Linked DNA regions of Oryctolagus cuniculus: region 2 is linked to region 1. Evidence: chromatin contacts called from public Micro-C data. All regions are on one chromosome and are shown on one strand. Each heading gives the region's core, a stretch centred on a gene start, on an enhancer-like site or on the middle of the called end of the contact. The rest is flanking DNA. Distances are from core to core; before and after follow the strand shown. Region 1 holds the start of MAP4K5 (mitogen-activated protein kinase kinase kinase kinase 5). Region 2 holds the start of NEMF (nuclear export mediator factor).

Region 1 (4,989 bases), core at 1,348-3,847:
CAGGCAGGACCGCAACAGGTCGAAATGGGAGGGACTGATTCTGGGTAACTAGAACAAAAGAAAGCAAAGGACGAGGAGACACGGTTGTCTTAAGGATATTTACAAATCCAAGACTGGCCTAGAATGCAGTAAGTATACTCTAAGTGAGAGCACAAATGTGAGGGTAGGGGACTATATATATGTTGGGGTGATGTTGTGAAGGTGGGGTGTAACAAATTAAGTCTCTGACTGTTCAGGAGCCCCACAGAGAGACAGAGGGCAGGGAAGCATCAGGATAAGAGGCAGGCATTAACTGCCTCTTCAATACAACCTGTGCTTTCCCTGGTAAGAATAAAACTCTGTTCCAGATAAATTGCTTTAGTTGCTCTATCTATAAAGAAAAAAGGTGGTGGTCTTGATCTCTGCAGGGAAAAAGAGTCCTTAAATTTTCTAGTAGTAGGGAGAAAACCATTACTGGAATTGAGACTGCTGTATAACATAATCTAAGCCAGTCTAATGCATGTCGAAACATAAGACAAAGATGACTAAAAAATGGGACTGAGAAGGCAAACAGGAATTTCAGTTTTTAAAGGAACATTCCACAAGCTGAGTAACACATGGATAAACTAGGAATTTAATCAGATCTAGTTTTACATAGAAAGAGAATTCTGTTGGCTACCCATTTTGCATTCAAAGGTGTTCACAGGGAGAGAGCTGGGACTCTGCAGACAAATCAGCAACTTAGCAAGTGGAAGGGTGCTTAGCACAGATAACTCAAATGCCCATTGTTCACATTAAAAAATCTTCCACTGCAGTTCATCTCAGAGAATTAAACAGTGCCAGAGCTATCATAACCACCTTGAATCGTTACTATTAACAAAGAGGAAATTAAACAAAAGCAAGTAAATAGGAAAAGGGGATGTTTCCTGTCTTATTGCCACCTGTGCAAAACAAGCGACCCCCCCCCCAGAGGCATCTACCAGTTAATTACCCACACGATACAGTCATTTCAACTATGTGCAGGCCTGTGGTTTGAAAGAATGGTGTACATACTCTTAAACTATGACCAAATCCAATAAACCAAGAAGCTGTTGCAAAAAGTAGAGGAACTTCCCTTAATACTCATGAGTTACATTAATGCTTCCTTTTTGGAACAGAGAACAAAAAGCCTAAGGCAATCTCCAACAATCTCTTTCCTCTGGATTCTTCAGGAACATAGTGTACTTGGGCAACTGGTTTGCTTTTCTACCACGTTTTTTAAATCCTAAATTAAGAGGAATTCGTTCTCATCATTTGTTTTAAATTAACAGAAAGCGCACTGGCTGGAGAGTGCACGCACACGCGTGAACACAGACACACACACAAACACAACCTGTAGATCTTATCCACTTGTGGTTATGGGATGTTATAAACCCCAAACAGAGAAAGTGCTAATGCAGGAAAAAACCCAGCAAGTTAATGGTAGGTTTTGAATCACCAACCAGACACAAACCATCAAACTTATGCCAGGAAAGCTTATCTTTTCTGCATGGAGTAATGTTTGTAAACACATCATTTTCACCCAACACTTGACTGCTTACAGCTAGAATTAAGAAACAGGTTTCACAGGACCATTAACAACAACAACAACAAAAAAACTTATATTGGCCAAGCTCATCCATTAATTTTTTTTTTGTAATGCCTGAACGTCAATATTCTCTGCTACTGTCTTCCAGGTTTTCCACACTGACACTAGAATATTCTACCGGACAACTCCATAGCTGATTCAAAGTCGCTTCAAAACCAGAAATAAACTTTTGAAAGTCTTTACACCACAAAAAAGGTTAAGAGTGGTTTGCGACGATGTGGTTAGCTCTGCTTGCTGGCGGCGCCGAGAACCAGCAAGGGATTCGAGGGTGCTCCGAACGCAGGGAGAGGGACCCTGGCCGCTTCCTCTCCAAGATGCAACAATAAGAGCATCCTCCCCCCGGCCGGAAAGCGGCCGGAGCCCGGCGGCCGCGGCCCGGCCTGCCTCACCTTATAGACGTCCCCGTACGTGCCGCTGCCGACTCTCTGGACGAGCTCGTAGTCCTGCTGCGGGTTTCGCCTCAGGATGTCCGCGGCAGGCCGCAGCGGGGCCTCCATCTTCGCTCCGGGCCCGGCTCCCGCCGGCTCTGCCCGCGGCGCGCCCCGATTCCCGCTAACGAGGGCGAGCGCCGCCGCTTCCCAACATGGAGCCTCCGCCCGCAGCTCCGCCTGCACGAGGGACGCGCGAAGGCGGGTCAGCGTCGCCGGCTGCGACCCCCACGCGGCCCCGCGCCCCCGTGGTCCAGCCCCTTTCCTTCCGTCCCGCCCGGGGCCCTGAGGAAGCGAGCCTGGAAGGGCTCCCGGCGCCTCGCGGCCCCGTTCGGGCCACAGCCCTTCCCCCACTCCCCGGCCGCCGGCGAACTGCCCGGCCCGGCCTCCCCCGCCCGCCGGAGCCCGGGGCCGGCTGGGTACCTGAGGGGGGCGGCCCCACTCTTTGTTGAGCGCCGAGCCGGGGTGCCCACTCCCTCAACGGCGCCCGCGTCCTGCTCCCCGGCCCCGGCGGCCGCTCCGGGTCTCTCGCCGCAGCCGTCGCCGCCCGCCCGCCCGCTCGCCCGCCCGCCCGCTCGCCCGCACCGCGCGCCCTCTCGGAGGCGGCCGAGGCGCGTACAGTCGCCGCCGCCGCCGCCGCCGCACCACGTTCCCCACCCGGGGCTGCGTCACCGGGAGACACGTTCCCGGCCAGCGTGGGTCGGCGCCCAGCGGCCCGCCCGAGCGCGCCGGCCGCGGGACCAGAGTGCCGCCCTGAGGCCGGCGGAGGACACGACACCCTCCCGGCCGCGCCGCCGCGCCCCCCTAGCCCGGCGCGTCCTTCCAGGGCCTAGCTCGCTCGCTCCTGCCGCCGGAGACCCGCACAGCACGGCACTCGGGGGCCGACGGGCCTCCGTTAAACCGTCCCCAGAATCGTCAGGTAAACCTGGGCGGTGACGGGTGCAGGGAGAAGGGTGGGCACGAGAGAGAGGGGGCAGGCAGCCCTCCACGTTCAACCCGGAAAAGGTACGTTGAGGGCACCGGGCCAGGGGTAACCTGGCGGTGGGGCGCCGGGGAGGGCCGAGTTAGCCGAGCCGCGGCACGCCCTACTGCACCTTCCTGTTTTGCAAAGCATTCCCAGTGGTGCCAGTTTGAGGTTGCACCGCACACCTGCACAACCTGTCTGGTGCTGAGCTTTTCTGAGCCGTTGCTAAAAGCCTGCCGCCCCAGGAGGCTGCGCCCGGCCCCCGTCACCCTTTTGGGCACAGCCCTGGGTTGTCGCATATCTCGTGGCTGCAGGAGTTCTGCAGGGGGGTGGGGGAGAGGGCTCCGACCAAGTCAGGGTCCACAGAGCCTGGTTCTGGTTCTCCCGCTTGGATGCCATCTGGGACAGGAGTTGGTGTTTGGCAACATCTGCAGTTTTGAAGAGGATAAGGTGTTTTCCATCTGACACCCTAGAAAGTGTTGGTACAGCACTTCGCAACGTCGTGAAGAGGGTTATCAACTGTGAGAGGTTAAAACTACTTGGCAGCGCGCAGAACATGGAATAGGCAGCCAGGGACGTCATTGGGCCGGTGTTTTCTCACAAGTTGTTTTTTGCAGTTTCGGTTCCAGTCTGGCTTGGGAGATAGAGATTCAGTTGCCAGCTTTCTGTATGCTGCAGAAGTTATTCCGTGAACCCAGCAGAGGTTTATAACAGAAGAGCCAGATAACAGGCAGCGCTCTTAGTGACCGGAAAATCGCCAAAGAGTAATTGCAGATGTTGGCACGTGGCGTTTAGCACCCACCTCAACCCTGTTCCTGGGAAGTAGGTGCCTGATTGTTGGTCGTTGAAACCAGTTGTATGATGTAGAAAGTAAATCAAGGCTTCTACAGGACAGGGGATACATGGATTTTCTTGGGCTTTGCACACAAAGGCAGTTATTTAGGGCACATAAGTAAGCCCAGACATAACATGCTCCATGGACAAAGCCCGTGTGTTTGCTGCATTGAAAAAATCGTTGAAGAACAGTTCTTTCTTTCAGAGCTTCTTGGCACTCGTTTTGGTGGGCACATATTCTGACTTCGATGACTCAAAAATCTCTTCAAATGTTCTGTTGGTGTCTTAGTACTTGTTTACTGTCATTGACTTCTTTTTTAAAAGAAAATCTGGCCTGATACGTTGATTCTTTCTCTAGTAAGAAATTCGTTTCTTCTTTCTTAGACCTGTATTAGTCCACAGAGAATCTGAGGCAGCACACAGAAAATTTAAACCGTAGGACAAAAAGTAAGTGAAGAAACTGCTCTGAAGTTAAAAAGAGGGAAGATAGGACATCTGAGCAAGGCAACAAATTGGCTGCAGCAGAGAATTTTTGTACTGTTTTGAGATCAGATGAGCCCGCTGATCAAGAGAGGCACATCGTTTCCTGATGTTAAGGCTGCGGAAAAAATAGAAGGAGAAACTCTGAATGCTCAGTTTGAGACAAGGTGAATACCCATCTGACAATCCTTTAAGCATGTTATTCTTGAAACACAAGGTTTAAATAAATTAGGCCATAAAAGTTTGAGGTTGGGGCTTCAGCAAAACCCTGGAGTGCAGATATTTTATGCTACCAGTAATGGCAGATCCATACACTTTGGCCATCAGCTTAGAGGCAGATAGCATGGAAAAAGTCAAGATTTCACATGGTAGTTTAAAAAATGTGCCTGCTATAGTCATTACTTTTCTTGTACCACAACTGGTGCTAAGGGGAAAAACATTCACTCCTACTAACTCCAAAAGAATCTGAAGGATTTTTTTTTGGTCCTGGTTGAGTTAATTTTAATAAGATCAGTGAAGTCATAGCTGGTGGATTTAACATTACGTGGTTGGAAAGAGAATTCATATTTGTTTTCATTAAACACAGTAAATTTAATTTTGTAACTTAAACAATTAAGCATTTAATTTTAAGGTTTAAGTTTATGTAATAATAAATCACTGTCCGTAATAGGACAGTT
Region 2 (4,689 bases), core at 494-2,993, 620 kb before region 1:
TGAGCTCTGGAAGACAAGATTCGGGAAAAATGTGGGCAGGGCAGGTCATAGAAAGATAAGAATGTCTGATTACAGAATAAGGATTCAGAAATTAAGAAACCATAGAAGGCGAGATAATGAGAGGACACTTCAGAAAAGCTCACGCTGGTCGACCACCGAGCTGTTCTAAGGGGAGCCGGGGGTTAGAGGGTAAACGTAACAAACGCTTGCTCTGGAAGGGGCTGTGTGAGGGCAGTATGCAGAAGGCAGTGACTGGGCAACAGCTCCACTCGTCCCACTGTCAGCTGCTCCCTCGGCCCTTACACTTCCTTACAGCAAAAGAAAGCCAAACACCTTCCAAACTCAGCTGCTGGAGACCAATCCCAGGGCCTTAACATTCAGCTTCGAGTAGCACTTAAGATTTACCTTCATAGCAAAACTAGACGGCATCATATTTTTTGGCCACTCAAATTCTGTTGTGTGAATTCGTATGCCAGATTCAAGGAGGAGTGTAGCTTTAAAGTCTGGCCTGCAGAAGAAAAAAATATTTCTTTTAGGGCATATTACCAACGGTACCTCTGGGAGAAGACACACAGTACAGGTTTAAAAAACACACACACACACACAATCATCTCATATTTAATTACCAAAATCAAAAGTACATAAAGCGTTCTTACTTTTGAAGACGGATAAGGTAAGTCTTATTATCCACATCATAAACATTGTTTACTCTCATTCCTAGCAAGCTGAAAAGACAAGGAAAACATGTAACAAATCATACTCCAGTTTGAAACAAAAAATTACAATTAAAGGTACGAAAAAAGGAACTTCCGCTCTAAGGATCTGGGGTCAACCATTCGAGAACAGAGTGGCTATCAGCCAGACATCTCTGCAACGACTCGACACTCTTGGGGGCGGGTGGAGGACAACTCATTAACGTCTAATCCAATGATGTGTTGCAAAGACGAATAAAAATAAACGCGCCCCCTGCAAGCCTGACAAAGCTCGCACAGCTGCAGAGGGGCGAGCCTGCAATCCAGGTCTCAGTTCAGATCTGCAAAACCCAGCTAACACCCGGCTAGCGGGACGGCGCCCCCGCTCTCGGCGGGGTGCCGAAGACATCTGGCCTCTGCTCTCTCCAAGCTCCGCGGCCAGAGGCCACTCCGGCGTCTCGCGGTCTCCCACACGTCTGCCCCAGCCCGGCCAGTGGAGACGCCGCGCCAGCCACGCACCAGGGCTGCGGGAGCGACAGGTGGCCCCTGGCGGGCCACCGCAAAGACGCCCTGCACTCGCCCAGCCCGGCCTAGCCAGGTCCAGGGAAAAACACCACCAGGAGAGAGCCAACAGCAGGCTGGTCTCGCTCCCACCACGGGGCCCCGGCCTGGCCTCCTGCGCTGCCCGCGAGAGCCGCGGTCCCCTGCGAGACCGTACCTCGCATTCAGCTCCGCGAGTACCGCGCAGAGGTCAATGGTGCTAAACCGGGTCTTCATGGCGAGGTCCGAAGGTAGCCACCGCAGTTCTCGCCGCCGACTGCCCGACTGGACGCCGCGACGCTTCCGCGCAGGCGCACTTGGCGGTCATCTACGGCCGCCCGGAGGATCCAATATTCCTTGAAGCGAACGTCTTTGCGTCAGCAGCCTGAAGAAGGCTGTCAAGATGCCTTCAGACTTCCTTTCTGTGGTACCGAAAACAATTCAGAGTAGGTCCAAAATGTTTTCTCGGATCTGCAGTGCTGTCCTGACCGCGTACGGACGGAACCAGATAGCTTCCCGCCCCGCAGGCGGGGACTCGCGCCGGCCCCCACAGTGACCCCTACTGGTCGTCGCCATTTTCGCGGCGGAGGCAGGCGGCCGGGCTCCGGCACCGAGAACCACCACCCGGTTCGGCCCGGGTGCTGGGACTTGTGGCATTTTTAAAAGTAACGAAGCGGAACTCTTGGGTTCGTCCTGTGACGACCCTTAACGATTAGGAGGAACCTTCGGAAAGGACGTCCTACTTCATAGGGGCGGTGTAGGGTTGCTGGACACTCGGCGTGGTGCTGGGTATACAGCTGGCGCCCCATGAACGCAACCTGAAATAGTCAAGTGCTTTCGCTAGAGAGCAGTGAAGTAAAATAAGACAAGATTTCCGGGAGGGTGTGGGGTGTGGAGGAAGAGTTTAAAAGGGGGTGGGGGGCTTGTTGTGTCAGGATAGGTGCGTGGTCGCAAAAGCCGACTTTAAAGGGTGAGGACGCAAAAGAGACAGGGTCTCGCTATGTTGCCCAGGCTGGAGTGCAGTGGCTATTCACAGGCGCGATCCCACTACTGATCAGCACGGGAGTTTTGACCTGCTCCGTTTCCGACCTGGGCCGGTTCACCCCTCCTTAGGCAACCTGGTGGTCCCCCGCTCCCGGGAGGTCACCATATTGATGCCGAACTTAGTGCGGACACCCGATCGGCATAGCGCACGACAGCCCAGAACTCCTGGACTCAAGCGATCCTCCGGCCTCAGCCTCCCGAGTAGCTGGGACTACAGGCGCGCGCCACCGCGCCCGGCGGCTGCCGAGGCTGCAGGCGGCGGGCTTGAGTGTGGCTGCAACGCGACTTCCCGCCAGCAGGGGGCGGTGCGAAGCAGAAAGCGGGCGGCGGGCTGGAAAGAAGTCAGGGAATCGCCAGGTGCCCAGCGGTGCAGAGTCGCCGGCCGTGCAGAACAGCGGCAGATATAGAAGGAAAGACTGGGAGTCAAGGTGACCCTGGTCCAAACCAATCGCGTGAGGTCTAACTGCACAACTAAGCTCACCCCTAAGGCATGTCCAACAAAGCGGTTATTTTTGCATAGGAACAGCCCGTGTAAAGGCTCCGCACTGAAACACGTTTTTGAAAAAGTTGGGCTCTTTGATGGCACAACTCCCACCTTGCAGCGCTACAAAGATATGAGAGGAACAGGATACCAATTTAAGTTTGCAGCAGGACAGTTAGCCCGTCCACTAATTAATACTTTGTTTCTACTTTGGGGAGAAAGAAGGGGCATCCAAAGGTATATTCAAGAACATCCCTAAGAGGAGTAAAGATACAAAGGGCTTCAAAAAGTACAGGGACAAAATGAAATGTTAAAAGGAATTTTTTGGTGCAAAAAAATAACCCTTGAAATCCATGTGTAGTTTTTTCTTAACGCTCATTTTTCATGAGCTTTTCTTCATATGCATGGATTTCAGAACACTTTGTGCCAAATAAACATCTTTTAATTCAGTTTTCCATGAGCTTTTTAGAAATACCCCATAAGTGTAAAGATTACAAGGGAACTTTAATTACTACTGGATTCTATCATTTTTAAGAATATCATATATCTATTTTGAGAAAATTCTGAACCAAAGATACTTGAAAACTGTGGAAAAAAGAAGAGGTAACAGGAGAAAGGGAAATTGTTTGATTTTCAAAAGGAAGATATGAAAGCAAATACCTGAAACTGTAAGCAAGTGTGCTGACCTTCGACCCGACCAAAAACTTTCAGTGGATTATTAATGGGTGACTTAGGGCACCCATGGCTGTTTCTCAACCTTTAATATGCAGTAAAACATTCCTGGGAGAGCATTTGGCCTTGTGGATAAAATGCCAGGTAAGACCCCCGAGATCGGTCCCGGCTCTGTCTCCTGACTTCAGCTTCCCACCAATGCAGACATTTCCAGGCAGCCCTGGGGATCCGTGCTGGATCCCTGCCACCCACTGGGAGACCTAGATTCAGCTCCCAGCTCCCAGCCTAGCCCAGCTGTTCTGGGCATTTGTGGAGTGAACCAGCCGACAGGAGATCTCTCTTCTCTCCCCTTCTCAAACAATTTTTAGGAAAAATTCCTGGGTATCACACCAAAAGATTCTAATTTCTTAGTTAGCTTGGTTCAAGGTGTCTGCCCGGATGAAATGGGTCTTCCATGAAGACTGTGAGAAACAAAGTTGTGAGGAGAGCGCCACATCCTTGAAGAACAAGAGCTCTGCGGTTGGCTTCTCCAAGGCCAGGACTCCAGAGGTGCCTGCTGCCCCTGAATTGGGAATCCTAAATGCTATGAGTCATTAGATCCCGAAGCAGCAGGGGCTGGTAGTCCACAGCCAAGGGCAAGCTGTGTGTGGAAGGCACCATGAAAACAGCAATCCGAATCCAGGAGGCCTGTGGCTTTGGCTTTGCCTGCTTGGTCCTAGTGCTCACCAAGAGAAACAGACGGGAAACCTGGTAAATGCTTACTTAGGCTCTGCAAGCGGGAGCATTCTAGATCAGTTGAACAAAAGCTCTTATCACAGGAATCACGAGAACAGAGGCATAGATAGCCCCTCAACCAATTTCCAGAGCTGAGCCAGTTTAAAGACCCAGAAACCCTTGTGTGAAGAGGAGGCAGGGTCCCCTTGAGGAAGGACCCTGGTACACCACCAGAAAAGTATCCTGTTCACCTTCCTCCTAGCCTACCCCAATCAGACCTGCCCTTCCACAGAGACGATGATACAGTAAGAAGACGAAACAAGCAGAGGTCAGAGTATACTGCTCACTGGCTCCGGACTGGCACTAATTCCAGGACTGTGGTCCACCAGTCAGAGCAAGGGCTTACAATCAGGTAATCAACGGCGTTTTAGCTCTGATCGGTCTCACAGGGGGCTCACAGCGCCCCAGAACCCATCCTGTGGCTATTTCTGCAGTTTCAGAATGCACAATCGGTATAGACATAGTCACTGACAGACAGAACGCCCA

Evidence for each region. A called contact is a pair of places that touch in the nucleus more often than the background predicts.
Region 2: a Micro-C map of ear pinna shows a contact between it and region 1, with 10 times the contacts expected there. The contact joins the promoter of NEMF here to the promoter of MAP4K5 in region 1. A contact is called at or near these places in 4 of 6 Hi-C or Micro-C datasets (ear pinna, embryonic fibroblasts, skin fibroblasts and 1 more).

What each region holds. Positions count from the first base shown.
Region 1 is chr12:25,609,267-25,614,255 of mOryCun1.1, reverse strand. MAP4K5 (mitogen-activated protein kinase kinase kinase kinase 5) reads right to left here and starts at 2,597. Exons shown (of 32, transcript XM_051822833.2): 1 at 2,458-2,597; 2 at 1,996-2,214. The coding sequence starts at 2,103. ATL1 (atlastin GTPase 1) reads left to right here and starts at 2,839. Exons shown (of 15, transcript XM_017348282.3): 1 at 2,839-2,953.
Region 2 is chr12:26,229,815-26,234,503 of mOryCun1.1, reverse strand. It overlaps NEMF (nuclear export mediator factor), which reads right to left and starts at 1,743. Exons shown (of 33, transcript XM_070053688.1): 1 at 1,411-1,743; 2 at 657-725; 3 at 406-508. The coding sequence starts at 1,469. It also overlaps RN7SL1.